Linked DNA regions of Mus musculus: region 2 is linked to region 1. A link is a contact called in public Hi-C data. All regions are on one chromosome and are shown on one strand. The core of a region is the stretch at or near the end of the contact, and the rest is flanking DNA. Distances in the headings are between cores, read along the strand shown. Region 1 has its middle 94 kb from the start of Gm29835. Region 2 has its middle 93 kb from the start of Gm29835.

Region 1 (6,689 bases), core at 2,859-5,358:
CCCCAACACAGTGCGTTTACTCATACCTTGGCTTTTCTTATCACAAAAGCTCTGTTGTATCTCCTTAACAGTTCAGAATGGGGAAGATCTTGAGAATAGCTCTTGAATCACAATTAATAAGCTGGGAGGTCTAGCTAAGGCTTTTTAACTTCAGTCTTTGTTCATGTCTACCTATTACATAACTTTAAATTTGATGTTGCTGCTTTGGGTTTGTTTTTGTTTTTGTTTTTTGGTTTTTGGTTTTGTTTTTTGTTTTTTTTTTTTTTTTTTTGAGACAAGTCTTGTTGTTTATCCTTGCAGGCCTACAAATCAGTATGTAGCCCAGGCTAGCACCTGAGTTCACACTAATACACCCGCCGCAGCCTCCCCAGTGCTGGATTACATACATGAGCTACTAGGCTTTGCTTCTACCACTGTTAAATTTTCCTCAACATAATTTTATGGTCAGAACAAAAACATGATCGGTACAATGTCTTTGCCTTGACAAGGGGAAAATGTCTATGGAATTCTGGGTGCTTTTATGTTCACATAATTTCCTTAAAAGTCCAGACTAAAATCTAGAGGACTTTAGAGGTTCAATTGTCTAGGGCTAGGGAGTGGGCCCTAAAAGTGTGAGGATGGAGTTAAGATGCTCACCACCCACATTTCAGGAAGGCAAGGGATACAGCTATACCTTCAGCCTTTTAAGACAGACACAGAGTCTCTCTGGAGTAAGCTGGCTAGGTAGAGTAGCCATAGTGGGTGATCTCTGGCTCTGACTGAGAGACTGTTTAAATACAGTGGAAGAAGGATGGAGGATGATTCAGAGCATCCACCTTGGGTCTGCACATACACGGGAACTACACATGTGCACATTCATTCACATTTATTCATGTACACACACACACACAGAGACACACACTAATGGTAAAGGAATAGCGGTTTAAAATCTAATGGGTGCAGTAGTTAACTAGACAGCTTAGTGTAGCCCAAACCCCACACCCACCAGAGGCCTTCGGTACTAGTGCTTGACGAGACCTTGACCAGCTCCTGATAGGAAGCCTGGGATACCCTGCTTCATAAGAGCATCATTGTATACCTGAGGTTTGGATTCATGCCAGAGAGTTGAAGCTAACAATCACACTCGTCATGAATTTCCTTGTCTGTGTGCCTTAGACTTGAGTCATGTTGAATTGATTTGTGCTCAGGAGGGGATGGAGCCTGAGTAACTGAGACCGATGGTGCCTTTGAACAACTTAAAGAACGAGCCCACTAAGACCCTTGAATAGGCAGCAAAGTTGAACATCCTGGACTGACAACAGTCTTTCATGTTGTGACTCATGACTGCTGGGAGATTTGGTGTTTTCCAAGCAGTAGCACTACATCCAAAGACACTAGTACTGGACTCTATACTAGATGCCACATCATGTACATTTTCCTTTGCTGAACTCAGTCTACACCCTTTGTGTGTCACAAACTATAGTCACAAGGGTAGCAGAGTTCTGAGTTCTGTGATTCTTTCTAGCAAACCACTGAGCTCAGGAGTGAAGTTGGGGCAGAGTATGTATCTGGATACTCTTTGGTCCTACACATGTTGAGGAAACAACTTACCTATGGCAAGAACAACTTCACGCCTAGCCACAGTACTGAGTAAGGGCTTTATGACTATAGGGGTAGGATTATAAGTTTAAAAGAAGAACTAAGAGAAAATATATTCTAAGCCTGTGGATAAATGGGTGCTTTAGTGTGCAACAGGTCTGCCTCTGCTCAGAACTTCAAGAGAATGAAGGAAGCAAAACGTAGGGGTCGGTTCATTTTTCATTTGCCATTAATGCCCTTGAAATCATACACTCTTGCCACGGGCATTTACTCAAAATAGATTAATGCTTGCATGCTCAGAAGATAAATTCAGGGGCTACTGACATGCTTAATATATGTGCTTTTCTTAATAGCCATGAAAAGCTGCCAAAGCCATGGAACTAAGATATGCTTCTTAGGAAGGATCCTAAAATCACCGCACAACCCAGCCTCCCCGGTGGAGCGGCTGCATGGCTGCATTCTGTGACTCTGCGCTTTGTTTTGAGAAGGGAACCACATCGTACAAGCACACCTTTCTTCATGAAGCAATGCACTTTGTGGATAGTAATGCCCAGTTTGAGTTTTTGAAGGTCACGCTTCAGAATCTGACAATTTTGTACAATTACAATGTTCTGGAAAAATGTATTCACATGTGTCCTCTTGACTGTGGGGGCCAGGGGATGACTTCGTGTGTCATTCCTTATGTGCTAGCCACCTGTATTTAAGACAGGGTTTCTCACTGGCCTGGAGCTCAACAAGGAGGCTGGGTAGGCTGAGAAGACAGTCCCATGAATCTGCTTGTCTAGCCTTCACAACACTAGAACTGAAAGTGACTGATATCGTATATCCATTTTGTTTTGAATCTGAGTGTTCAGTTAGCTCCCAAGATCTTTATGACATATCTTACTGTAAACTTTCCAACTAATGTACAATATCAGAAAGTGAAGCTGCAGTCAGCCCCACTCTTTAAGATGCCTTTGAAAAGAAAAACATCTTCCCCATTATGTTTTCTTGCCAGAATTTCACAAACACAATCATCTAAGAAGGATTAGAGAACTTCAACATTGGCCTTTGACCATTACCCAGAGCTGTGCTTGTCCAAGAGTTCATGTTGTTTATGTTCCCAAACATTTTTAAAGAAGAAAAAATAGCCCAAAGGAATGAGTGTCTGCAAAGAAGTGGAGGATTTAAGCTTTTCATGGTTTTCAGGGAGATCTTTCTGGAAAGAAGAAAGACATTTTAAAAATTCAAAAGAATAATATTTCCAGTAATTGCAGATCCTGAGACATGGGATTGTGCTGGGGTGGAGGAGAATTATGAACAGATCTGGGGAACATGACTACATCATGAACTAGGCGGAAGCTGGGGCTGCATCTCTAGCAATGGAGGTGCTTGCCTGAGGCAGGGGAAGGCTGTACGGGCACAGGTTAGAGATGCAAAGTGCTGTGGAGTGTATCATGCCTTAGAAGATGGTGACCTGTGACATGCACCAAAGCTACTCAGTGGAAACAGCCCAATTAATTGCCTCATAACACTTTTATAATGTTGAAAATGTTATGCCTGGGGCACGAGCTGTTTACCCTTGTTCCTCAAGGAGTTCTGTTTCCATGGTGTACATGTACCCTGGACTTAATGGGAAAAGACCCACATCACTATGGTAATCTTAAGAGTTCCTTTCTTTTCTGAGGGGAAAAAAATGACAAACTTTAAAGCCTTCTATCAAGTCTAACTAAGGAAGAAAAATAATAGAATCATCTTGATATAAAGGTGTTTCCAGCTGAAACTCAGTGTTGATCACTTGGAAACGGTATTGAATTTGTCCTGTGTGAGTTGAATGGGCATCTGGGAAAGGGGGCAATGTCAGGTTCATGAATGGCTGCTTTGTATTGTCTATGCATCTTTGATTATATTTTTCTGTGAACATTAGCCACTGTGGCTTATTCAAAGAGAGAAACTAAACTATCTTCAGATGCTGGAAGAGACTAAGAACCTTTGGAATGATGTTACCACAGAAATTCATGTCAGCTTGACATCTTGCTTCTTTCTCTCTGTGCCCCTTGAATGGTCTCCATGCCTTTCTACTTGGAATCATAGCCCCAAATGAGTTCATATCCTTCTTCCTATGCTGTCTGGTAATGTCTGACAGAAGGAACTGTTATGAAAATTGCATTTATGTCCTTTATATTTATTCTCAGATTTAAAAATTTGATCGGCATACAATGATGCCATCAGCCAATGGAAAAGCTACAATCCACTCTCTTAAATATATCTTAGCAAGTTATTGACTTTTATATTTACCAGGACACATAAAAAAAAAAGCAGTAGATATTCATATGAAAATGCTTGGTGAATTTAATTCTGGTGACTTTTTTTTAAATGGAAATTTTCTAAGTGCCAAAAAATAGCATTTACATTATTTGTTGTGCTCTACAATTTCATCATGATAATAAAATATTGTTTGGATATAAAAAAGATCTGACTAAACTGGCCTGGGTGGCGTCCAAACCATCTGTTTAGGTCCAAAAATCACTCGTAGGGAATAAATATGTCTATAATGAGCTTGTGACTTTTAGATTTGAAACCTTAAGTGCAGAACTCAGCAACGGTCCTCAGATGACAGCTTTCAGAGATATCTACTAAGGAAGAAAACAAGCAGCGGCCACAGCTAGTCACATGCACTTGCCAAGAAAACTACAACATTGAATGTAGGTCACAGATGGAATTCCATAATTTCAAGGCTACAGTGTCCCAAGTGGAAATCTGAAAGCCACACCTGATTGTGCTCCCGAAGATCTGAGCCCTCAGGTGCCTCTTTAAGGGGGGAGACAGCCAATCCTTGAGCAGGGTCCCTTTCTTCTCACAGATGGGCAAGACTTTCTTGGTCCTAATTTTTTCTGCAGTAAGCCAGGTGGTAGGCCCGTTGAGATTGCAGCAGGCAGTCATGCCAGCTTGCTGCTTCTCTAGATGAGGATTTTTGTTGAATGGACACCTTCTTTGAAATCAATAGTGATTTGAACACCTCCTACCTAAAATCTACACAAAGCAAATATGTCAGGACCCTGAAACATCAGTGAATTACCTAAATTCAGAACTGATAATGAATTCCAAACAGCAGAAGTGAGATAATGCCCATTAAAGGTTTGCTGCAGGGTGTGGGTGGATGAAAAAAAAAAAAAAACACAGTGGCCCAACAAGGAGAGAGGTGTGATGCCAGTCACAGATTGCGGATGGCGAAAAGGTAACGTTATAAAAAACGACTAAGATTGGGTAGAAGCTCTGGAGAATGTCCACCCCCTGTCATCCAAAAGGCAAAGGCAAACATGGTTTCTGTACTGCTAAATCAATGCAGGAGAGAGCTGTAGAGAAGGTTTAGTTGATAAACCTTCTGTATAATCCTGAGCAGCACCTGAGTTCAGAGTTCTAGCATCCACATAAAAGCCAAGTGAGCATGGTACCCTGTCTGTAACCTCAGAGCTCAAGAGGCAGAGACAGGGTACCCCAAAGCAAGTAGTCTAGCTCAACTAGACAAATCTGCAAGCGCTGGGTCCAGAGAGAGACCCAGCCTATGTAGATAAACTGGAGAGGGATCAAGAAACATACCCGATGTCAACCTCTGACATTCACAAGGACACCTGCAAACATGCACTTACATATGTCTGAACACACATACCAAATACACATCCATGTGCAATAAATAAGTTAATTAACTAATGCAGGAAAATGTTTGAAGATTTCTAACAGCTGTGTGTATAAAAATCAACTCAATTTCAGATGAACCATGTTCTAAATGTTTTCAAGTATCGCTGCTCAGACAAATTCTAACAAAATAGAGGAAAGAAGAAAGAATGTGATAGGATCTAATTTAGCTTTTTTTCCTTACAAGGATTTCAAGTTCATTGATCTCATTGAAACAAGTGGTGAACCACAGGTTCCTTCTCATCTAAGGTAAGATGCAAGAGAGGTACTATGGTGGTTTGAATGAGGTAATAGCTTGAGCATTTGAAGACTTGATGATGGTGGTACTATCTGGGAAAGTTTAGGAGGCGTGGCCTTATTAGAGGATGTAAGTCAGTCACTGGGAAGGTTTTGAGACTTCAAGCCTTGTGCCATTCCTAATATGTTGTCTCTGCATCTTGAGTTTCAACATTACAGCTCTCTGTTTTAAGCTTCCAGTTCCAGTGGTCATGACTGTCACCATGCTTTCCCTGCCGTGTGGACTCTAACTCTCTGGGATCATAAGCCAAATAAAATCTTTCCTTGGTATGTTGCCTTAGTCGTCGTCTTTTATCATAACAACAGAAAAGAAACAAATTTATTCTGTGTTTGTCTGACAGATTGTGAGAAATGTCCAATTGGTAGCAGAAAAGCTTGTGAGCCAATTGATATGTACTTCGAAGTACTACTTGGACAGTTAATATTTACTGACCTAGAGCCACTACATGACACTTGTTAGTCTAAGAGTACTTGACCACAAGAGGCAACTATGGCTCCTACCGTTTTGGAGCATGGAGTCAGAGGGGAAGAAGATCAGCAAACACTATGAGAGTATTAAGTATTATAAATCCTCTAGAAAGACAAAAGGGGTAACGCAGATACTAGGGGTGAAAAAAATGGAACAGGCTAAAAGAATCCATAAGCAACCAGCCTCTGTGATGATGCTATTTTGTCAGAGATTAAACTGTTAGAGATGAGAAAACTACATGGCAGTGTTTGCAATAATGGTTGGGCAACTTCAATAACAGTAAATGTAGACCCACATCTCAGGTTAGGCATGCATGTGGATAGAAATCACGATGGGTTTTAGAACAAAAAGCAAAAACATTATTTGTGTGTATTCAGAGAGGTGTCCATGGCTCAAGGAAATACTTGGCAAGAAGAATCTGTGGACTGGTATAGCTTGATTCTTCATGGTCCATTGCCTATTGCAGAAGCATTAAAATAGCAAAAAAATAAATGTGAGATAAGGAAGGAAAGCTGTAGAGTTCCCACAAAGTACAAATAAATAAGTACATTGTTTGCAAAGGAAAACCCCCAGGTAGGTAAATTTTTCACTAGAAAGTAGTATATAGAGGTATTGTTAGAAAATCAAGTGATTTTTTTCTTAAGTGGCATTTTATTTTATTTACTTTTTG
Region 2 (6,689 bases), core at 2,146-4,645, 190 kb before region 1:
GAGGTCTTCATCGCACTTCTACATTTCCACCCTTCCACCTCCACATGGTGTATCCAGAGGTAGGGTCCAGATAGACAATCTCCATCACAAGCCCTCTAGAAGACCGTTTTCTTGCAAGCCTATCCTGCAACACACTAGACAAGGTGGTTTCTTGCTTCTGAGAGTTTCTAGGTATGTCTGATAAGCATTAAGACCATGGCCAAAGGTCTGGTGACAAGTTCTACAAAGGATGAGCTAACCTGGAGCTAGGGTAGAAGCAGGAGGTAGCACATGGCAGACACATAGGACAGGAGTGGAAAGAGGAGGAGAATAAGAATATTATTTTGGATCCTATCAAGGGAAGCAGCAATAACTATACTTTAAGGAGCTTAGAGATACTTGCAAATTAGTAAAGACTATGCATTAAGAACGGTTTGAGTAGCCAGGTGTGGTGATGTACAACTTTAATCTGGGCATATGAGAGGAAGAGATCTCTGTGAGTTCCAGGTCAGCCTGGTCTACATAGTGAATCTCATAGCCAGGGCTACGTAGAGAGATCTTGTCTCAAAAACCAAGAGAGAAGGAAGAGAGGGGGGGGGGGCGAGGGAGGGAAAGAGGGACAGACAGACAGACAGACACACAGACAGACAGACAGGGGGAGAGACAACTGAAAAGCTGGAGAACTGTTTAGAGTTCTGTGAGCCAGGCTAAAGAGCTTTGATGCTGTCTGCAGACAAGTGAAAGGGCTGAGCATGAAGCTTCTACACTGGAGTGATCCCTGTGCCCTGTATAGTGTGCCTGCTGCGGACCTCTCTCCCTGCACGCTTCAGGAGACCCCAGCAGCTTTGCAAAGCACCGTGTAAATTCAAGCAGAGAGAAATTGTGTTGTTTTCAAGGATTCAGGTGGAGCATTTCCAAGACAGAGTTTACGTTCTGGAAGCATCATTGTGGTGTTTGACAGAAGAAATGAAACAGACATTTGGTTATTAAGGTAGTATATAAAAATAAAAATACTTGTTAAGTATATATAATAGTAAATGGTCCCTTAACAATTTTAACACTTGTCACTCTCCTGAGAATTATGTTTGAAGGCTTGCTGACTGTGTGAACACCATGGCATGTGTATATGTTGAAACAGATTTTTCTTAACTTGACACAAACTAGGGTCACTAAGAAAAAAGGAAACTTTGACTGAGAAAATGTCTCCATCAGATTGGCCTGTAGGCAAGTCTGTGAGGCAGTTTCTTGATCAATAATTGATGTCGGGGGTTGGGGTGAGGTCCAACCTACTGTAGGTAGTGCTATCACAGGGCTGAATATGAACCTGAGGCGATAGCCAGTCAGCAGTGTTCTTCAATGGCCTTTGCTTCAGTTTCTGCTTCCAGCTCCCTGACTTGACCTTCCCTGACTTCCCTCACTGATGAACTAGGACCTGGGGAGCATAAGCCAAATAAACCCTTCCCTGTCCATGTTGCCTTTGGTCATGATGCTTATCAAAGCAATCTACGTTTCACTAATACAGGTCAATGAGGGAGAAAAGACAGATAGAAGTGGGAGTGGACTTTGACAAGTGATGTCATTTTACCATGGAGGGTAGTGAGGGATTAGGAAGGAGTATTTTTGTCTTAATTTCAGATAGAATGTGTCATAAGGAAATTGGAAAGCTCGTGTGGTCAATGAGCTGAGACAGGAAGTGATGAGTTTAAATACAGCAATCAGGATTCATGTCTCCAGGATAGAGTCCATCAAGCTTAATAATCACAGTGTTGGACTCGTAGATACTGGTGTCATTGAACCTATAGCTTCTTAATAGTAGGATGTGTGATCATTAGATGATAGATAGGTAGGTAGCAACATGGATAGACAGATGGGTGATAGATAAATGATAGAAAAAGATAGCTGGCAGGTAATAAATGATAAAACAACAGATAATAGGGAGGTACATAATTTATACAAGGATAATGGATAGCAACAGAGATTATATATAACAAGTAAATATTGTATATCTCATATGTAACATATATTATCTATCACTATACATATGTGATAGGTAGATAGGTAAGAGATAATAGATGATAGATAGATAGATAGATAGATAGATAGATAGATAGATAGTAAAACAATAGAAAATAGGGGGTACATGATAGAAGGATAATGATAGAGTTTATATAATATATATTAAAATAACCCATATATAATATATTATATATCATTATATATACTCATATTACATATGTATTATATATAAGTAGATAGGCAATAGGTAGTAGATTATAGGTAGATAGATAATAAAATCATGACAGACGATAGATAGGTGACATAATAGAGGTAAATGACAGACACTACCTATATAGAGCTAGACATGTATGCACAGAGACAGATGTACCTAACTATATTACCTTGCACTTCATTGAAGGTGCAGGGCACTGGTGCAGAGTTCATTCACAACAGCTTCTGTGTCTGCCCAAAGCCTTCTTGGGCTCAGAGCCTTGTCCCCTCTCCCATCTACCCACAGGACTGGCATGTACACGCTGACCACCTTCACATTCATGCTTGTTTCTCTTTGCCCATTTTTCCTCATTCGTATGATGCAGAAAGCAGCACATGTCTGAAAGTAACGCTGCAAGGTTAACAGGATAAGATACGTAAAACACTCCCTGTGTGCCTGGATAAAATGTGCTGGGGAGTTCTGGCTTCACGCCTGGGTTTCAGTGTGGCTTAGAAGCTCAAGTGTCTCCCTTAAGTAAGGGAACATCGCAGATACATAAAGGCAGCAAGACAAGATCAGGGATTGCCTTACCTGTAGTGAACTGCTCATCACTTCCACCTGCAAGTCCAGGAAGGCTGCAATGTGTGTGGCAGTGTTTGAGGGCTGGGGTCGCATGCTTTGTTTCCGTCTTACATATTCTGAGCCTAACCACTCAGAGTATGTCTAAAACCAGTCTTGAAATTTCAAGCCAGAGGGTTTTTTTTAAAATAGGATAATTATTTTATATGTAAAATTTTAATGATGAATTAAACAAGCAAGCTGACTATTCAAGTTCTTCTAACTGCATCACAATTGACCCAAACCCCTAGTTAAAGGCAAATCTGTGAGAGTAGACTTCCCCCATGGAAGAAGACGAATACTCTGTTTTACAGGCACAGCTTCTGACTGGAACTTGAGGACCAGGACCTTGACTGCTTTGAGCATGTGAGCTCCGGTCTGTTTGTGTCAGGAGCTCTTGTCTGTCTGTAGACACAGTTTCTCCACCTGCTGGGAGTGAGGGGAGGTCAGAAAACTTAGTGTTTCTTCCAAAATGCCTGATGTCCAGCCCAGAAGCTTAGATTCCGAGGCGAGTCAATACTTCCCTGGGGAACAGTCCCTTGGTGTTAGCCAGACTGGGCACTAGATGGCACTGTGTTGCAACAAAATTCAGGTGATTAGTGAATTTTATGTGGCTGTAAATAAGGAACTCAGCTGCAGGGGTAGGTGAGTCCCCTCTAGAAAGTTGCTCTGAGGGGTCTCATAGTTGCTCTTTCAGGACAAGGTCTTTAGGCTTGTTGATCACCCAGAGAGTTTTATTTCAATTACACTTAAGAGAGATGTTCTATGTATGGATGGTTATACTCAAATACCCATTTTGGTATGGCTTTGCTCTGTGGAGTGGAGAATAGTGAAGACCAAAGACCCAAAGGGGTACACCCTGGGCTCCTCTCCTGAGCTCCTAGTCCTCTCATCCCACCAATGAGACTCTCAGCCTACAATTCCCAAGGGCAGCATCAATCCGTCAATCATGATGTCTTGGTATCTTCTCACAGCTCCTCTGTATTCCTAATTCCCACCCAGGAAAGGAAGGGGCTACTATGTACATATATATGGCTTTTTTTACACCCCCATTTATATCCAACAAATCATTGTGCCCTGATTGTCATTCCCCATTTCTCTGAATACAAAACCTTGTTGAAGCTATTCTCTCTGCCTGCCCTCAGAAGTGATTATGAATTTCCAAATTCATATTCTATGGTTGTTACTCTGCTAACTGATCACTTGAGTTGAGAATTTCCTCTCTATGTATAAAGAAACAGAACAGTAAAACATCAGCAACAACTATGACATCCTGAGTCACGAATGTCCCCGTTGGCTGGGGATCTAGAGGCTGCTTCTCAGCACCCGGGAAGAGAAGCATCTATCTCTGCTGCCTATCTAGTTTGTCTCTGACACATTATCTTACTTGGTAACCCCAAGACTTTATGGGTAGCATCACCCCTGCCAGGGTATTTTTACTCACTACTGTTTTTCTAGCTGGCTGATTGGTTGTGCAAAAACCAGCTCTGACTTTCTCTACACCCATTGTTTGTTGTAGCGCCCGGTGAAGTTCTGCACACTCTACTTGGTTTCTCTCCCCCTGCCCTCAGGTTCTTTTTATCTACTGGAGTCATTTGTAAATCATACAAAAGAGTTATATCTCTTCCTCTTTATTGCCTTCATGATGTTTCGTCGGCAATAGGAAAACAATCATGTAATTGGCAATTTCTATAACATAGAAACCTTCCCTATCTCCAGTTTATTAACAACGTGGTGCATTGGAAAGTCCTCATAGATGGGCAGGTGCCGTATTCCAGAATGGGGTGCAAGTTCTTGATCCTCAGTTTCAGATGGAGGTCTTGCTATGGCCACAAAAATCATGTTTAGGCTCTGAGGGATGACATAAGAAGCCACCAGGCAAGTGACTGAGTGAAGCTAAAGAACCTCAGATCCAAATCCCTCTCTATGCTTGGCTTTGTGACTCTTGGGAGGGTTGGAGACAGGAAACTCCTCTCTCATTCTCTGAGGTTCCCTGGTCAATTCTGTCCACTTTGTACTGGGAGTCTTGGGGAGACAAAAAGATGGATTTGTCCACTATTGTGGGCAGATGACACTATTGTCCACTGAATGACTGGCTCAGAAACAGTATTTCAGCACTGAGGGTCTCCTTGTTTCTATAGCCAAATACATCATTCTTTTTTCTTAGAAGTTGTAACTCTACCACCACCACACACCTCTGTCACATGGCACTCTTCTTCTGTCTTAGATACCACTCAGGTCCCCATCCCAGGTCCTGGGTAATAGCACTCAAAGAGCTGTATGTTCCTCACCCCATCTTTGTTCAGAGTCCCCCATACCTAGGGCTGAGCATCCATCCCTGCTGCTGTAGGATGCTAACTCCTTTCTGCCTTCAAGCTCCGTTCTCCAATACGAACTTATCCATTCTGTTTGGATTTCATTGATAAAATGAGGAACATTCCCAAGAGAAATGCAGGTGTGGCTCCTCTCCAGTGTTCAGACGTTGTAAAGACCTCAAGAACATTTCAAGAGAGGGGAGGCCTGCTTTGCAGGCCCGCTATGATGGACATGTGGTCTTTGGCTCCTCTGGGATAGGTAACAGCTCTCTGCATCTCTCTTCTCTTGAACTCCAACATTTCAGGATGAGATTTAAGTAAAGCCTGGAAGTGGCAGGTAGCAACTCCAGAGAAGGGTGGAGACAGGCTAACCAGAACCCTCTGGAGACTGCTGAGGGTAGACAGGACCTCCGTGAGTTCCACTTAGGTCATGTTGTGGACCGTGATGACTTTGTGAACAGGGACTAGTATATAGTTATGCATTTTTTTATAAGAAGAAGCCTGATAACACACGCGCGCGCGCACACACACACACACACACAGAGAGAGAGAGAGAGAGAGAGAGAGAGACAGAGAGAGACAGAGAGACAGAGACAGAGACAGAGAGGGAGAAACAAAACCCTCAAATGCAAAGAGGCCTGCTTTAGTGTGTGTGTGTGTGTGTGTGTGTGTGTGTGTGTAGGAACAGAAGCAAGACTAAGCCACCAAGCAGGCTGCAAAGTGCAGACAAGCCAATCAAAAGTGTGACAATAAGAGAACCTGCCTTTGATGGGGACACATCTCGGGTTCCTCTACTGCCCAAGAGAGATATCCTGCTTGGCCCAAAGCCTGCTCAGGTACTCTTAGGATTCAGAAACTTGGAGTAGAGTGTGTAAGCATAGCTGCATGGGTCTTCATCAGCCTGCTGTGCTGGACCTGGGAATTCTAGCAGGTTTGACAGCTTTACCCTTTCCTAGTGGATTACATAAAGAAGTTTTTGCCACAGTCAATACGGAGTTTTAAAATGTTAAGGACTGTAAATGGAAGCAAAACCAATCGATGCTCTGTGCTGGTCCTGTGATAAGCAAGGGATCTGGACCCCAAGCTTGTTTTGAAGACTGCCCAGAGAGCAAGGGAAGCCAAGGAGAGAAGGAAGTGGTACCCAGAGACAGGAAGGGAGGCTGCACTATAGGTTCACGCCCCGAGTGATGCTTTGGGTCCCAGCTTTACAGTGCAATGTAAAGGGTATGAAGCCAGAGCAGGTGTTCTACAGAGGAACCACCCTGTCGGTAGGAGGGGAGCAGCCAAGAGGGATCCAGGAAATGCCATCTGTCCTTCAGAAGCCCTGTCACCACTGGGGCTGGGGCGATCTGAGTAGCTTCCAGCCCCGGCTGGCTCTTGCCATCCTGAGCCTCTGGCGGCTCTGCCCTCTCCGGAACTGTCTTACTCTTCTGACTCTGAAGGCCTTATTGATTGCTCAAAGTGAACTCTCAGCCCACGGCTTCCTCCACCCCTGGGCAGCTTGCATTTCCTCTGACGTGGTCTGTGTCTTCTCCCTTCCCCCAGCACCCTGAGCTTTTTACATTTCA

What was found. Hi-C and Micro-C count contacts between places; a contact is called where the count stands out from the background.
Region 2: a Hi-C map of cerebellum shows a contact between it and region 1, with 2.3 times the contacts expected there. The contact joins two enhancer-like sites. A contact is called at or near these places in 5 of 39 promoter capture datasets (embryonic stem cells, hippocampal neurons, liver and 1 more), 3 of 15 datasets of contacts at CTCF or cohesin (CD8 T cells, large pre-B cells and pro-B cells), 27 of 484 Hi-C or Micro-C datasets (B cells, LSK cells, Th1 cells and 22 more), 9 of 115 datasets of contacts at active chromatin or transcription factors (CD8 T cells, bone marrow-derived dendritic cells, embryonic forebrain and 3 more) and 1 of 9 other capture datasets (embryonic stem cells).

What each region holds. Positions count from the first base shown.
Region 1 is chr12:25,881,495-25,888,183 of GRCm38.p6, reverse strand. No RefSeq gene overlaps it. Among named protein-coding and RNA genes, the nearest start is that of Gm29835, 94 kb to the left of the region's middle. Within about 2 kb of position 4,108, at least 5 of the 459 cell types and tissues checked have an H3K27ac peak or open chromatin away from gene starts, as enhancers often do. A contact at or near this core is called in cerebellum and cortical neurons, where this site is marked.
Region 2 is chr12:26,068,442-26,075,130 of GRCm38.p6, reverse strand. No RefSeq gene overlaps it. Among named protein-coding and RNA genes, the nearest start is that of Gm29835, 93 kb to the right of the region's middle. Within about 2 kb of position 3,395, at least 18 of the 459 cell types and tissues checked have an H3K27ac peak or open chromatin away from gene starts, as enhancers often do. A contact at or near this core is called in cerebellum and cortical neurons, where this site is marked.